Regions from separate parts of the Rattus norvegicus genome. Here region 2 is linked to region 1. The links are chromatin contacts, called in public Hi-C maps. All regions are on one chromosome and are shown on one strand. The core of a region is the stretch at or near the end of the contact, and the rest is flanking DNA. Distances in the headings are between cores, read along the strand shown.

Region 1 (7,178 bases), core at 1,512-4,011:
CCTGAAGCTATTTCAAGTGTTTAAACCTTCCTCTTTATAAAGAGCTTCCCTGTAGGATGGAATGTTTCAGTCTCAGAGAAAACTGTTACACAACCCACACACATGAACACTCATATATGCATGAGATAAGTAATTAAATGCCTGCAAATATTTCTTTTCTCTCAACAGTGCATGACACCTGAGCAGCTGATGACACTGTGCAGAGAAGGCATTCATAGTAGTAGCATCGGGGTTAGAGTGAATGTGGTCAGTATTTTGGGGATCACTGGCAGTGTCCTAGCCAAAGAAGATGGCACACTTGAAACTCTGAAGGTAAACAGTTTGTTTATAACCTAAATTCTTAGTTAAGTAGAAATGGGAAGGAATTCATGCTAAGAGCAAATTGTATAAAGAAATTGCTAATAAAGTTATTAGAGTATGCCCTTTGACTTTAATAAGTACTTGAAAAGGTGAGCCTTATTTTTATTTAACTTTTCTCCTGATGTGTTTTCTTAAAAATAAATTTGTCGGGGCTGGAGAGATGGCTCAGTGGTTAAGAGCACTGACTGCTCTTCCAGAGGTCCTGAGTTCAAATCCCAGCAACCACATGGTGGCTCACAACCATCTGTAATGGGATCTGGTGCCCTCTTCTGGTGTATCTGAAGACAACTACAGTGGACTCAAATGCTTAAAATAAATAAATAAATAAATTTGTCTTCAGCATCAGTCTAAATATGGAATTTTTAAAGGTGACTTTTGGCTTTGCTCTGGTGTTAAATGTTTGTGTGTTTTATCCTGCTAGGTCAGATAAGATAGGTCCGAGAAACACCACACAGGCAACATCACTCTATCAGCAACCCTGGCATGTCAGCACTCAGCACATTGGCTGTCCTGGCTAGTTTTATGTCAGCTTGACAAAGCCATAGTCACCTGAGAGGAGGGAGCCCTGCTGGTTCACTGTTTCTTCTGTATCTTCCATAATCATGCATTGTGACACTCTAATACCTGTTTCAGCCTCACTGCTTTCCAGCTGTCTGGAAGATAATCCTTCGAGTTTGTTTTTACAAGTGAAGCCCTAAGCCATGTATTATATTTGAGTTCGAGAGATCTTCATCTCTCCTGTAAAACAAAGTTTTACCTTAGCACCCCTGTTCCTCTGCACCGCCTCGAACACTTGCATAGGCTGTGTCTTGTTGCTTAGTCCTGCAAATGAGAAGTTAGTCCCAATGCCTTTGATTTCATCCTTTTTTTCTTTTAATTTTTTGTACATTTGTCTGTATATACAATGCTTTTTTATTAAACTCCCCTCCGCCCGCCCTCCAACTGTACCTACTACCCTCCTCCATCCTTTTAATTAGACTACTTCATATGTGAGATGTATACTTTATAGCACACTCTAGGATATTAAGCCTAGTACTGTCATGGACGGATTGGGAACTTAGCTCAGTGGTAGAACACTTGCCTAGCAAGCATAATACCCTGGGTTTGGTCCTCAACTCCGGGGGAAAAAAAAAAAGACAAAATACTGTCATGGAGGTTATCTGCACTGCTTACATTAAAAGGAGGAAATCCGAGCTCAGAGAGGTTAACTGACAGCTTGATACTATCTCCTGCCCCCATAACAGGTTGCATGTCCCACCCCCACAGAACAGCTAGCTATAACATAGAACTATAATCAGGCTATTCTAGAAGAGGCCTTTGCAGATTGGGAATGTTCTCATCATAAGCTAATTAATTGTAGAGGGAAAAGAGGGAAAATGTTAAAAGTAGACCCAGTAGCCAGGCCGGCTGGCACTCTTCTGCATTCCCAGCACATGGGTGGTTGAAGCAGGAACGTCAGGGTCACTCCTGACTATAAGGACTCTGAGGCCGCCGGGCTAAGTAAATGAGCATGTGTCAAAACAAAAACAGTGAAGTAAAATGAGAGTGTCGCTTTAATCTTGTGATTTGTCGTTTTATTTCTTTCTTGGTTTATTGAGACAGGGTCCACTATGTGATTGCCCTGGAGCTCAGTAGGTAGACTAGGCTGGCCTCACAGGGCTCTGCCTGCCTCTCCTTCCTGAGTGCTGGAATTAAGAGTGGTAGTGATGATTCTTACAAACGAGAAAGCAGAAGGAAAACACTAATCTCCAAAATCAAATTTTCATATCATTTACAGACCTCAGTTCACTTGATTTGGTAGTGTAAACTGTAGCATATTTAACTTGTGCGTAGCGTATTTGTAGCTGCATGTAGCATCTTTGGACCTATGAAGGTTTCTCCTCCCTGGCATCTTTTGTGTGAAGATAGGATATGGGAGCTGTTGGCACATTTGTCATCGACATTTTGGGACTGACCTTCACTGTCCTCTGTTTGCTTTTTATAGACCATTGGGTGCTTTCTGCTGGAAGTCACCACCAAAGACCCTTCCCTCGTGGTAGCAGGAGAGGCTTTGGATGCCCTCTTTGATGTTTTTGCAGATGGTGAAGAAGCTGAAAAGGCTTCAGTTCAAATTAAATTGTTAGCAGCTTTGAAAGAATTCCAGCCAGTCTTCAAAATGAAGGTTTGTATTGCTTTCTTTATAAATGCACAGGTCTCGGCAGCAGACCGTCTCTGGGAAGAAGGGCCATGCAGCTTGGAGGGTGTGTAAGTAATTCCTGTTCAGTTCAGCGGCTAGCCCAGCACTTCCACCACAGCACTCGATGAAATGCTTGTTGGCTGTCCCAGCTCCTCAGAATGCTGCTGTATTTCAATAACTGGATGGAGACAGAGTGGCATCCTGACAAGTTCTTCATGACGTCACCAGAGCTGTGTTATGTAGCAATGCTTTAGAAGCGCTTTTGTACACTTTTCAACTTCTTTTCCATGCTATAATGTGCTTTTGTGTGTTAGCTTTGTTGTGGGTGTTTTTAACGTGGGGAAAGAAGGCATCCTCAGGGTGCTCTGTCCTCGAGCACATAGCTACTGTTGTATTAACTCAATAAGGACAACCAAGAGCTTTGTTTTTATTTTTTTGGTGCTGGGAATTGAACACAGTCGTGTGGTGCCTGTACTCTACCCCTGAGTTATGCCAGTGCCTATGGATTTTAGGAACAAACTTGAATCTTCCCATTTTAGAGGGGTGTTTGTTTTCTTTTTCTTTCTTCTATCCATCTGTTCATCCTTCCTTTTAGGAGTTGCATATGCTAGGCAAGTACTCTACCACTGAGCTACAACCCCAGCACCCCCAGAATAAGAAGAACTTTCCTTTTGAGATATTTATTTTTATATGGACTTTTTGCCTGTGCATATGTCTGCACAGTGTGTGTGTGAGTACCTGCGAAAGGCAGCATGCAGTGTCAGATCCCTAGTTACAAATCCTTGCTGTGAATAAACCAGTACCTCTGCAAGAGCAACCAGCGCTCTTTAATCTCTGATCCCTCTCTGCAGCCCCATTGAGTGCTGTTGCTTTAAGCAGAGACAAATGTTCCTAGGATTTCTTCCTTTCTTATCCAAAAAAAAAAAAAAAAAAGCATAACATAACCACATTTTCTTATGTTTTTGCTTAATACTATCTAAGACCTATTTTAATGCCAGTGCACGGTGTCTACATTGTTCATAAAAGCCTTAGGTTTCTGCAGAAGGAGCCTTTGAGATAAGGAGAAGGAAGTTTAACCCTGTTCCTCCACAGCTGCCAGCAAAACAGATTAGGCAGAGTGATCCAGCCTTCCAGACGGATGTGGTGGTGCCAGCCTCTAATCCCAGAACTTGGAGGTGAATCCTGAGTCCCAGGCCAGCCTGAGTGCACAATAAGATCCTATCGAAAAAGATAGAATGAATGGGGGGTCGGAAATGTGGCTCGTAGAAGAATATGTGTTTGGCATTGGTGAGACCCAGGGTTTAATATTCAGCACCAAAAAAAGAGAGTAAGAACAAAACTCTGAAGGAGGCAGGGCTTTAAAAGCTATATGGAAACTCTGACCTGGGAAAGCAGCCTGAACCACTGGAGGGCCCGTTGATGGGGCTGTGTTTCCCGTTCAGCATGCATTGCTGCAGTAAAATGTTTCACTGCTGGAGTTTAGTTTTTCTCTACAGTAGAGAGCTGCAGTGACCTCTCTTTAGTAGGCAGAGGCCAGCCTACAGCACGGGTTTGAGGTTTTTTACTTTGATTTTGTTTATATTACTGAATGGATCCAGGACCTTACAGATGCTTTGCAAGTAACTACACATGAACTGCAGTTTTAGGACAAAGCCCATTTGCATAAAATGGAGGTATATATATTTCTGTAAAAAGGAGGCATTAGAAACTTCAAGTTGCATTTGAATACAACTCCATGTGGTGGACTAGAGAATTTGTCTAAAGACTGCTTCTCAAAAGTGTCCTTCCCTCCCAGTACCCACAGCGCCACCTGCTGTCGTGTTCAGAATGGATTCTTTTATTTATTATTTTTAAGTTCTGAGCTAATCTCATTTATTATAGTGTGGCAGAATATGTATTCTTAGCCCCAGCTCCTGGCCTCTAGATGAGAAAATTAGTAGAGATGCCAGTAGGGGCCCCACCAGCCAATTCTGCGGTCAGTCTCAGGGATTGGTGCTTAAGATGAGAAGTGAAGGCTGAGAGGTGGTTACTTTTAAGAGCACTGGCTGCTCTTCAGAGAACCTGGGTAAGATTCTCAGCTCTCATATGGCTCCAGGGGATCTGGCACCCTCTTCTGACCTTTGTGGGTAGTCATTTTTAACTAAAGATAAATAAAAAATATTTTTTAAAAAAGGACTATGGGGGCAGGAGAGATGGCTCAGCAGTTAAGAGCACCCGACCGCTCTTCCAGAGGTCCTGAGTTCAATTCCCAGCAACCACATGGTGGCTCACAACTATCTGTAAAGAGATCCAATGCCCTCTTCTGGTGTATCTGAAGACAGCTACAGTGTACTCATATATAATAAATGAATAAATCTTTAAAAAAAAAAAAAAGGACTATGGTTGAGTTATGATTTGGTTTTCATAAACTTCAACCCTGTTTTCATAGTTCTTATTTCTGTAACTTTTTTCCCTCCTTTTTTTTTTTTTTTTTTTTTGTTTTTGGTTTGGTTTGGTTTGGTTTGGTTTGGTTTGGTTTGGTTTTTTGAGATATGTTACCCCGGCTCTCCTGCAACTCACCATGTAGATCAGGCTGGCCTCAAACTCACAAAGATTCACCTCCCTCTATTGTTACCTCCAGAAAATTGGGAGCAAAGGTGTGCAGTTGGCTTGTAACTATAATTCTAATGTGTATATTCAAGTTGGAGAGATAGTTCAGTGGTTAGAGGGCTCACCTTGCAAGTGTGAAAACCAGGAGTTGAGATTGTAGGTCAACATTTACCCACCAAAGTGCTAGGTGGAATCTCGGCTTCAGATGGTAGAGATAGATGATCCCAGGAACAAGCTGCCTACTGAGACTAGCTAGATCAGCAGGCTCTGTGTTTGATTGAGGGATCCTGCGTCAGTGAAAATGGAAAAAGGGGAAATGGGCACATTTTCATTTTTCTCTTCATGTTCCATATCTGTTTAATCTGAAGCAACCCTTCGACTGCATTCTTTGAAACGTCTTGTTTATAAAATAGTTAACTTAAGTGAATGACTAATAGAAAACAAGCTGGGTGACATGCTTTCACTCTCTGTGGCTCTTTCTCACCAGATGCGGAAAGAAGGGAGGGCCAGATACAGCCCGGATCAGCTGTGTGTTCTCGACAATGTGAAGATGAATCTGAGGCGCTTTATTGCTTACCAGGAAACTGTTGAGAAAAGACTGACTTCTTAAACCGTCAAGAGGACCAGAGCTGGGGCTGCCTCTGTAGCTGCATGCCTCGCTGGTATGAACAGTCCTGGGTCTGTGCCTACCTCTTGAGAAAAAAAGAAGAGGAGAAACTACTTCTCCTTTCCCTTGAACGTATGTGCTTCCAAACGCCTTCTTTTCTTTTTTCTTTTCTTTTTTCTTTTCTTTTTGAGACAGGTTCTCTCTAGGTAGCCCCTCGTGGCCTGGAGCTCACAGAGGTCTACCTGTCTCAGTTTCCTGATTGCTGGGATTTTAGGTATTCAACACCACCCCTGTCCTCTGAAAGCCTTTTTTCTTTCTTTTCTTTTTCTCCTTAAGATTTATTTATTTTTTATGAGTACATTGCTGCTGTCTTCAGACACACCAGAAGAGGGCAATGGACCTCATTACAGATGGTTGTGAGCCACCATGTGGTTGCTGGGAATTGAACTCAGGACCTCTGGGAGAGCAGTCAGTGCTCTTAACTGCTGAGCCATCTCTCCAGCCTCCAAAAGCCATTTTTCAGTACTTCATTCTGGATGTTAGTTTGGATGCAAGAACCTGTAGGAAATGTGTGTTACATCTCCAGCATATTTTAGCCACTGACAATGTGTCACAATCTGAGGTGCTGGGGTGGCACTCAGGGCCTTGCTCCTGCTCGGTGAGCACTCTACCACTAACCACACCCCTGACCCTCAGTGTGGCTCTTAACTTAAGGGCAGTAAAGAGACTTCAGACAATTATGGCTGAGTTTTTTGAGAAAAGAAATTAAGTCATTGTTTGGATTGATTTTTAAAGCCAATATCATTTTGTATTAGCTAACTCCTAACTGAGATATCAAGATAAGCTTTATAAAATATTTTGTTATGGAATACTATGTACCAATTATGAATCTTTTGTGAAGTAAATGAATTTGTCATTGTGTGGATAATGGGGTGATTGTATTCTGCATGGGGTGTCTGAGCAGTTGTGTAACATCATTCCCTGTCTTAATTTGATAAGGAATTAGAGAGTGGTAGAAAATGCTGCTATGGTGGTGCACACCTTTCATCCCAGACCTTCAGAGGCAGAGGCAGGAGGATCTCTTGAGTTCAAGGCCAACCTGGCCTACAGATGGAGTACCAGGACAGCCGAGAGACCCTGTCTCAAAAAAAAAATAAGAATTAGTAGAAAATATTTTTGAATAAATAACCTTTAACTGGATTTTTTTGTGTCTTACGATTATTTCTTAGAACCCCGAGTAGACATCTCTCTAGGCAGTTCGCCTTCATGTCAGAGCTTACAGCATGACCTTCTGAGTGACCTCTCCTTACTGTGAAAGATGAGGGGACCAGATAGGGCTCACGCTGGGACTCCAGTCCACGCTGCTCCTAAATCCATCCATTTGCCTGAAAAGCTCAAAACACAGTGTAGGCTGTAATTCCCCTAGCACTGTAGACGCACGGACCA
Region 2 (7,178 bases), core at 1,724-4,223, 51 kb before region 1:
TACTCCTTAGAAAATGGTGGGAACTCTCTGGCTAAGACGAACTATATGCTCTAGAGAACCAAGGTTTGATTCCCTACACCCAGATCACAGCTTACAATCACTTGTAACTCCAGGACCGGGCCTTTCCACCCCTTCTTCTGGCCTCTGCTGGCACCAGGCATGTGGTCCATGTCATACATGTAGGCAAAATACCTGTACACATAAAATAATTTTTGTTTGTTTTTATGTTTTCAGGACAATGTATGCATGGCTGTGTAGCCCGGGCTGTCCTGGAACTAGCTTTGTAGACCAGACTACAAAGTGGTCCGTTAACTCATATAGACATGAGGCGGCCAGTGGAATTGTATCTTTTCGTTAGTTGAAGAGAAGGCTACTGGGACTCTGAACCTTTCTTGATCTCTTCTTCAATGATTCATTTCTACATCTCCAAGTCTAATCCATCACATTTCCTTTTGACACACGGCAGTACTTAGAGAACGTCTATTTCTGTGGGGTGACATTTTTCCAGAACACACAGAGATCTGCCTGCTTCTGCCTCCAGAGCACTGGGATTAAAGGCATGGACCCCCACAACTAGTAAAAATGTTAACATTTGAAAATTGTGGACTAAAATAAATCCTTCCTTCCTTCCTTCCTTCCTTCCTTAAAAAAAAAGATTTCCTTCCTTAAAAAGAAAAAAAACAGATTGGAGGAGGAGGAGGGTTGAACGAGAGGGTTTTTTATTTAGGCTGTGATTATTATACAAGACTTGAGCAAACATGTTTTTATTTTTCTCATCTTCTAGAATTGACCTCTAGATACCTGCTTTAATAACTCCTACAGTTTCAAGTCTTTTTTTCTTACTGGATCCCTTAGTGAGGTATGAATGCCTTACAGCTTGACAGAACATACTTACTATAAGCACCTCTAGTTACATATGATGCCTTACATTTTAAGGAGAACATACTCATTAAAGCACACATGCAGGAAACAAACACACCCCTGAAACAAAACCTGAGAAATAAAAGTTCCTCCTTTCCAGTGACATAGCTCTTTGGCTAGTTTTGGTTTTGTTTTTAAGACACAGTCTTAGTTGGGTGGTGGTGGTGTGCATGCCTTTAATCCCAACACTCGGGAGGCAGAGGCAGGCAGATCTCTCTGAGTTCAGGGCCAGCCTAGTCTATAGAGAAAGTTTCAGGATAGCCAAGGCTACACAGAGAAACAAAAAACAAAAAGACAGTCTCACTGTAGTCTTGGTTTATCTGGAGCTCCCTGGGTAGATCTGTCTTCCTCTGCCTCCTGAGTGCTGGGAATAAACACTTGTACCACCACACTCAGCTGCCTCAGTTTTTAAAAGTAATGGTTACGGTCCAGGGTGCAGTATAGCATGCCTTTAATCCCAGCAAAGGCAAGAAGATCTCTGTGAATTCAAGGACTGCATAGTCTACATAAGAGGTTCCAAAATAACCAGAACTATATGTATCGACCCTGTCTCAAAACATCAAAACACCATCATCTATTAAGTATATTTTATAACTCATAGGTTTTGATCCATAACATTAATAACACATCTTAAAGATGACCATGATAATGCCATGCCTTTATTCCCAGCACTGGAGAGGCAGAGGCAGGCAGATCTCTTTGGGTTCTAGGCTATATTTGTCTACAAAGTGAGTTCTGGGACAGCCAAGGTTGTTACATAGAAACCTTATTTGGAAAAACCAAAACCAACACACACACACACACACACACACACACACACACACACACACACACACCCCTTGAAGCCAGGAGTGGCAACTCATATCTGAGCACTTGAAAGGCTTAAGCAGGAGGGTTTGACTAATGTAGCAAATCCAGCTTAATCTACAGAGAAAAACTCCATCCCCAAAACAAAGAAGTCAGTTTAAAAGTGTAAATGAGATAATATATGTAAAGGGTTTAGTCCTGAGAAAGGTCCCTAATGGGAAAGTTTAGAAAGTGCTACTATGGTAGAAGGGTCTAGAAAACAAAGGAGTCAAGAGCTGATGAATGAGTTAGGAGGAAGGTTGAAAAGGAGTAAAACACACAATGTATCAATTTTGGAAACATGGTGGTGTCGTTCAAAGAACCTCTCAGCCCTGATCTATGTGGCTGCGTTCTTTTCCGTCATCTTGGGGATCTCAGCTCAAATGTGCTTGCAACACTTCTAACCCCCTTCCTTCTAATGTTCTTTAATGATATCTGTTGCTTTCTCCATAGAACTACTGTTATCTGAAATCAATTGCTTAACTTGCATGTTTATTGCTCCCCAAAACCCTTCACTGTGAGGAATGCAATCCTATCTATCTTGGTCATAAATGTTATATGGGATAAACACAATGGGTAGCGTGTCATGCAATAAATACTTCTTGAATGACTACCAGGAAACAAACAGGACATTTTATTCAAATGTTAATTTTGCTAATCCTGTACATATTTTTGTTATAGTTATTGAGACATACTTTGCACTCTTTATGACTATTTTGGATGACATGAGAAGGTAAAAAAAAATCCTTCTTTAGGGAATTGGATATCTAAAAAAGAGGAATCATAATCAAGGAAATATGTTTGGGGAGCTTCTAGTTACTTATTATAGAACACATTTTAGTTTCTCTTTAGTTCCTTGTGGGCAGGGCTAGCTTGGTGATCTCTCCTTAGCAACCAGAATACTGCCCAGAAGTTAACTAGTAGGCGCTTCTTTCTCATTGTCTTTAGAACTAAGAAAGGAACCAAGTGTGCTTGGACGGACTGCAGTTCCTCCCCGAGGCAGGAGGCGGCGCCATGGCTATATCAGCCTGACTGCTCGCTATTCTCGGCCCTTCCAGTTGAACGCCTAGCGCTGGGTTCCCCCGAAGGCGTTTGCTGAAATTAGCCAATAGAAAACTAGTTTACTTGACGGGGTCTGGCAAAGATACCCAATAAGCTCAACGGTTCTAAAAAAAAATGGGCGGTGCGAAGGGGAGGGGCTGAGGGGAGCGGTTAGAGGTGGGAGTTGGCGCTGCCCGCGGGGCTGGGAGAGAGGGCTGCGATGCGGACCTGGCCGCGGCAGTGACCGGAGCTGCCGGCCGACATGAATTCGCTGGAACAGGCGGAAGGTAGTGTGTGTCGCCCGCTTCGTCCCGGCCCGAGGCTGAGGAGGTCGCGAGGGCGGTGTGGCGGGGCCGCGGCTCGGGGCACGGGGCGCACGGCCGCGGAGGGGTGCCGCCTTCTCCCGGGTTCGGGCTGGGGGCCCTTCTCATTGACGAGCCCTTGTGTGTTGTAGAGTGCGAATTCATTTTCCGTTGGTTTGACAACCGCACGAGCCGTAGCCCTAATTTCTACCTTGTCTTTTGTAATTGCCGGGAATTGGAAGTGCTCTTGGCCTTCCAAAGTTTTGTTTTGTTTTTAAAAAAAAAAAAAACACCTCTGTGGAAATAACACCCTACTTCATTCAGAGGTACGCTCTGTCACAGCACAAGCCGTAGGCGCTCTGCGGCTGTCCGGACGATCACCAGTAACCCATTCCGAGGAGGAAAGGGAGTATGTTTGATCAGCCCGTTATCTGTCTACGGAAGTCTAGGAAGCCCATACTACATAGCTATCAATTAATGATAAGAGCTAGGGCCTGAATCGAATAATTGCAGTCATCAATTAGACCTCATGGATTTCGCTGTTTGATCAGAAAGTTCTTGGTTCCACAGAATTAGAATTAAGCTGGATTTTGGTCCATTTCTTTGTAACTCCCCCAATTTCAGCTTTTGACTCTGAAGTTGCTGCTGGTCTTCCAACAGAGCAGTTTTTAAGCTTCTAAAAGTAGACCAGCCGGTTTCCAGAAATTGGAATGAAAGAAAAGTGATGTTTTTGTCGTGTACTTAAAATTGTCATTATAAGCAAACAGTGGGTGACACAAGTAATTTGATGTGTAAGACCTGTAGCTGTTCATTGCTCTAAAACTTCATCTTATCAAGTTCACACTAGAAAGAGCAGGTAGAGGACTGAATTCTCTTTGCCTAGATCTCAAGGCTTTCGAAAGAAGACTTACTGAATATATTCATTGCTTGCAACCTGCCACTGGACGTTGGAGAAGTAAGTTGCTGAGTGCTTTCTAAGGGAAAATGAAGTGCGGTTGGTTGATAGCCATATTCCTAAGTAGGAGCGACTCCCTCTCATTTAAAACTTTTGACTAGTAAATCCTTGTTTTCCTAAGCCATAAGATTTCTGAGTTTAGACAACTTTTAAATGTATTAGCACTGTTGATAGTAAGTACTTAAGACAATTACGAGCTGGTAAGACGGCTCTGGTAGATGCAGTTCAAGCCCGTATACCTTAGTTGCATCCTCAGAAGCCATTTAAAGGGGGGAGAAGAGGGCGGACCCCACAGACTTCTCTTCTGACCTTCACATTTGTGCTGTGGCATGCGTGGCTATACATATCATTCAGCTACACACACAGTAAATCATTTTTTTAAAGAAAAAAGAAATTATAACTGTCTACTCTAAAAGGACAGACTATTTTATATGATTGAATTTTTATCTTTTTACGAAAATACATATTTTTTTAATTTTAAGTGCGTGCACCTGCAAAGTCCAGAAGAGGCAACCATCTACCCTGCAACTGGGGTTGCTAGTGATCGTAAGCCATCGTGTGGGTGCTGGGGACCGAATCCAGGTTCTCTGCAAGAACAAGTGTTCTTAACTTCTGAGCTGTCTCTCCAGCCACCCTCCATATTATTTCTGTTTTATTTTATATGTATGGGTGTTTTGCCTGCACATATGTTTCTATACTACGTATGCGTAGTCCCCAAAAGATTCTCTAGGACTGGAGTTACAGAGGCCTGTAAATTGTCATGTGGGTGCTGGGAATTGAACCCAGGACTTCTAGAAGAACAGCTAGTGTTCTTAACTGTTGAGCCATTTCTCCAGCCTCAAGATACATATTTTTTATTAAATATTGTAACTTTCATTAAAAACACAATAAAAATTTTAATACTGTGTGGGCTCTAGATTCAGTGAGCTATTCTGTTTCATAAAATAAGTTATTCATTGGCTTCTGGCTACATACTCACATGCACAGTGTAAGTACATATATGAACATGTACAGACACATAAACTCCCCACGAAAACACAATTTGCCTACAAGCTATCGAAATACGATTTTTTTTTTTTTTTTAAGAAAAATATTTTAGAGCTGGAGTGGTGGCTTGGTGAATTCAGAGTGTATGCTGATCTTGTAGAGGACACAGGTTCAGTTCCCAGCATTTATATCAGCCACCTGTAATTCCAGCTCCAGACTATCTGACACCCTCTTTTAGATTCTGCAGACATGTGTACATACCCCTATGAACTTACAAATATACATAATTTAAAATAATAAAACTTTTTTGAAAAAAATATGACTTGGGATGACTCAGTGGTAGAGCATTTCTTAGCAGGCACAAAGCTCCTGCTTTTTTTTTTTTTTTTTTTAAAGCATTCAATTATGTGTATAGAGGTAGGACATAGGCTGGAGAGATAGGTAGTAAGAGTGCTTAAGAGTGCTTACTGCTGTTCTTGCAGAAGGCCTGAGTTTGGGTCTTAGTACCCATATGGTGGCTCACAATCTTCTGACCTCCTCAGGCTCTGCATACATATAGCATACATACACTCAGATACATATAGATAGATCTATGTAAAATTACTTATTTTTTTAAAACAAAGGTTATGACATTTTCTGTAGTTGACTTTTTATGCGTGCAGGTTCACTCACACGCCACAGCCCATGTTGAAGTCAGAGGACAGCTCGTGGGAGTCAGTTCCCTTCATCTACCTCTGGGTCCTGGGATTCAAATGCAGATTGACAGGCTTAATGGCCACGTTATTACCAGATGAGCCATCTCAGTAGCATCCTTACTTGGACTTTAATACAGGATGATGGTGTGCTTTGAAGCCTGCCCAGGAAAGAATCCCACCTTCCTACTACTGCCTATTCTGAAGTATTATAAAGGCCAGAAAGTATGACTTGAATGAATTCTATTTACTGCCCCAAGGCAGGGGCATGGTGGGAAACGTGAACAAATACAGCTCTGCTCCTCTGTACTGGGACCTAGTTGTCTCTTCCCTCCTCCTTCCACTCCTTAGCTCTTTGGATATGGGCTCTCGCTGCCTTGCTCTGGCTGGCTTCTGAGTCCTAGGTTTAAGTGGTCCTCCTCCCTCTGCTTCTCCAGCTGTTGGGACCACAGATGCGTTAGACCTCTCAGCTTTGGGCTAGTCTTAGGAAGATGGACTACTGAGATTCAGTTCCTGCCTACAAGTAATCAGGTTGAAACCTGTTTTTCAGTGCTGGGACTAAGATCCAGGGTCACACATTTGCTAGACATGCTCTCTGTGAACCACAGAGACAATACAAAGATGTGGTACTTTCGGTTTGGGGCTTGGGTTTTTTGGTTAGTTTTTTGTATATTTGTACAACACATGCAACTGGTGTCTGAGGAGGTGGTGAGCCTCCACGTGGGTGCTGGGAATCAAACCTAGGTCTTTTATAACAAGTGCACTTGACCACTGAGCAAGTCTCCAGCCCCATAATTTTGGAAGGTTTAATTTTTGTTTTTATCTTGATCTGTATGATCGTTTTGCCTGCATGAGTATATGTGCACCACCACGTGCATGCCTAGTACCCAAGGAGGGCAGAGAGGGTGCTGGGCCTCGTAGAGCTGGAGTTGAGGACAGTTGTGAACTGAGAACTGAACCCAGGTCCTCTGCAATAGCAGCACCTTACCTATTAATAGGATGCTCTTACCGATTGAGCCATCCTAGCCCTGTGAAGACATGTTTTATTTCAAGGTTTGACTCAGGCCACAGGACTGAAGTTAGGGATCTAGACTTATAACTGACTTTTCTTAGTTCACTTTGTGAAGCCGTAGCCCCTTCTGTGCTGAGTGCTCAGATTCCTAAGTAGTGATTTTGCTGTTCTTGTTTACAGAGAAGTTGCTCCCAAACCATTGCTAGCAAACACTTTTAAAAGGCGTGGAATGCTGCCCTGTCGTTTAAGGCATCATGTGATGAACACACTTTACTTTCCATGTGCTTCATGCAAGTGCCTTCAGCTTGGCTAGTGTACCAATCAAATAAAAGTGTGTGTATGAGAGCCTTTCTAATACTTTGGTTTTGGTTTTATGTCATTTTATATAACAGTACCTATGTAATATGTTTATTTCTAGAAAT

Evidence for each region. A called contact is a pair of places that touch in the nucleus more often than the background predicts.
Region 2: a Hi-C map of Schwann cells shows a contact between it and region 1, with 4 times the contacts expected there. The contact joins the promoter of Cnep1r1 here to the enhancer-like site in region 1. A contact is called at or near these places in 6 of 12 Hi-C or Micro-C datasets (the Rat2 cell line, Schwann cells, kidney and 3 more).

Annotation. Positions count from the first base shown.
Region 1 is chr19:35,065,669-35,072,846 of GRCr8, reverse strand. It overlaps Heatr3 (HEAT repeat containing 3), which reads left to right. Exons shown (of 15, transcript XM_341654.10): 13 at 169-312; 14 at 2,345-2,521; 15 at 5,613-6,932. The coding sequence ends at 5,735. Among named protein-coding and RNA genes, the nearest start is that of Tent4b, 27 kb to the right of the region's middle. Within about 2 kb of position 2,761, at least 6 of the 93 cell types and tissues checked have an H3K27ac peak or open chromatin away from gene starts, as enhancers often do. A contact at or near this core is called in Schwann cells, where this site is marked.
Region 2 is chr19:35,116,896-35,124,073 of GRCr8, reverse strand. Cnep1r1 (CTD nuclear envelope phosphatase 1 regulatory subunit 1) reads left to right here and starts at 2,973. Exons shown (of 6, transcript NM_001106173.1): 1 at 2,973-3,095; 2 at 3,994-4,065. The coding sequence starts at 3,071.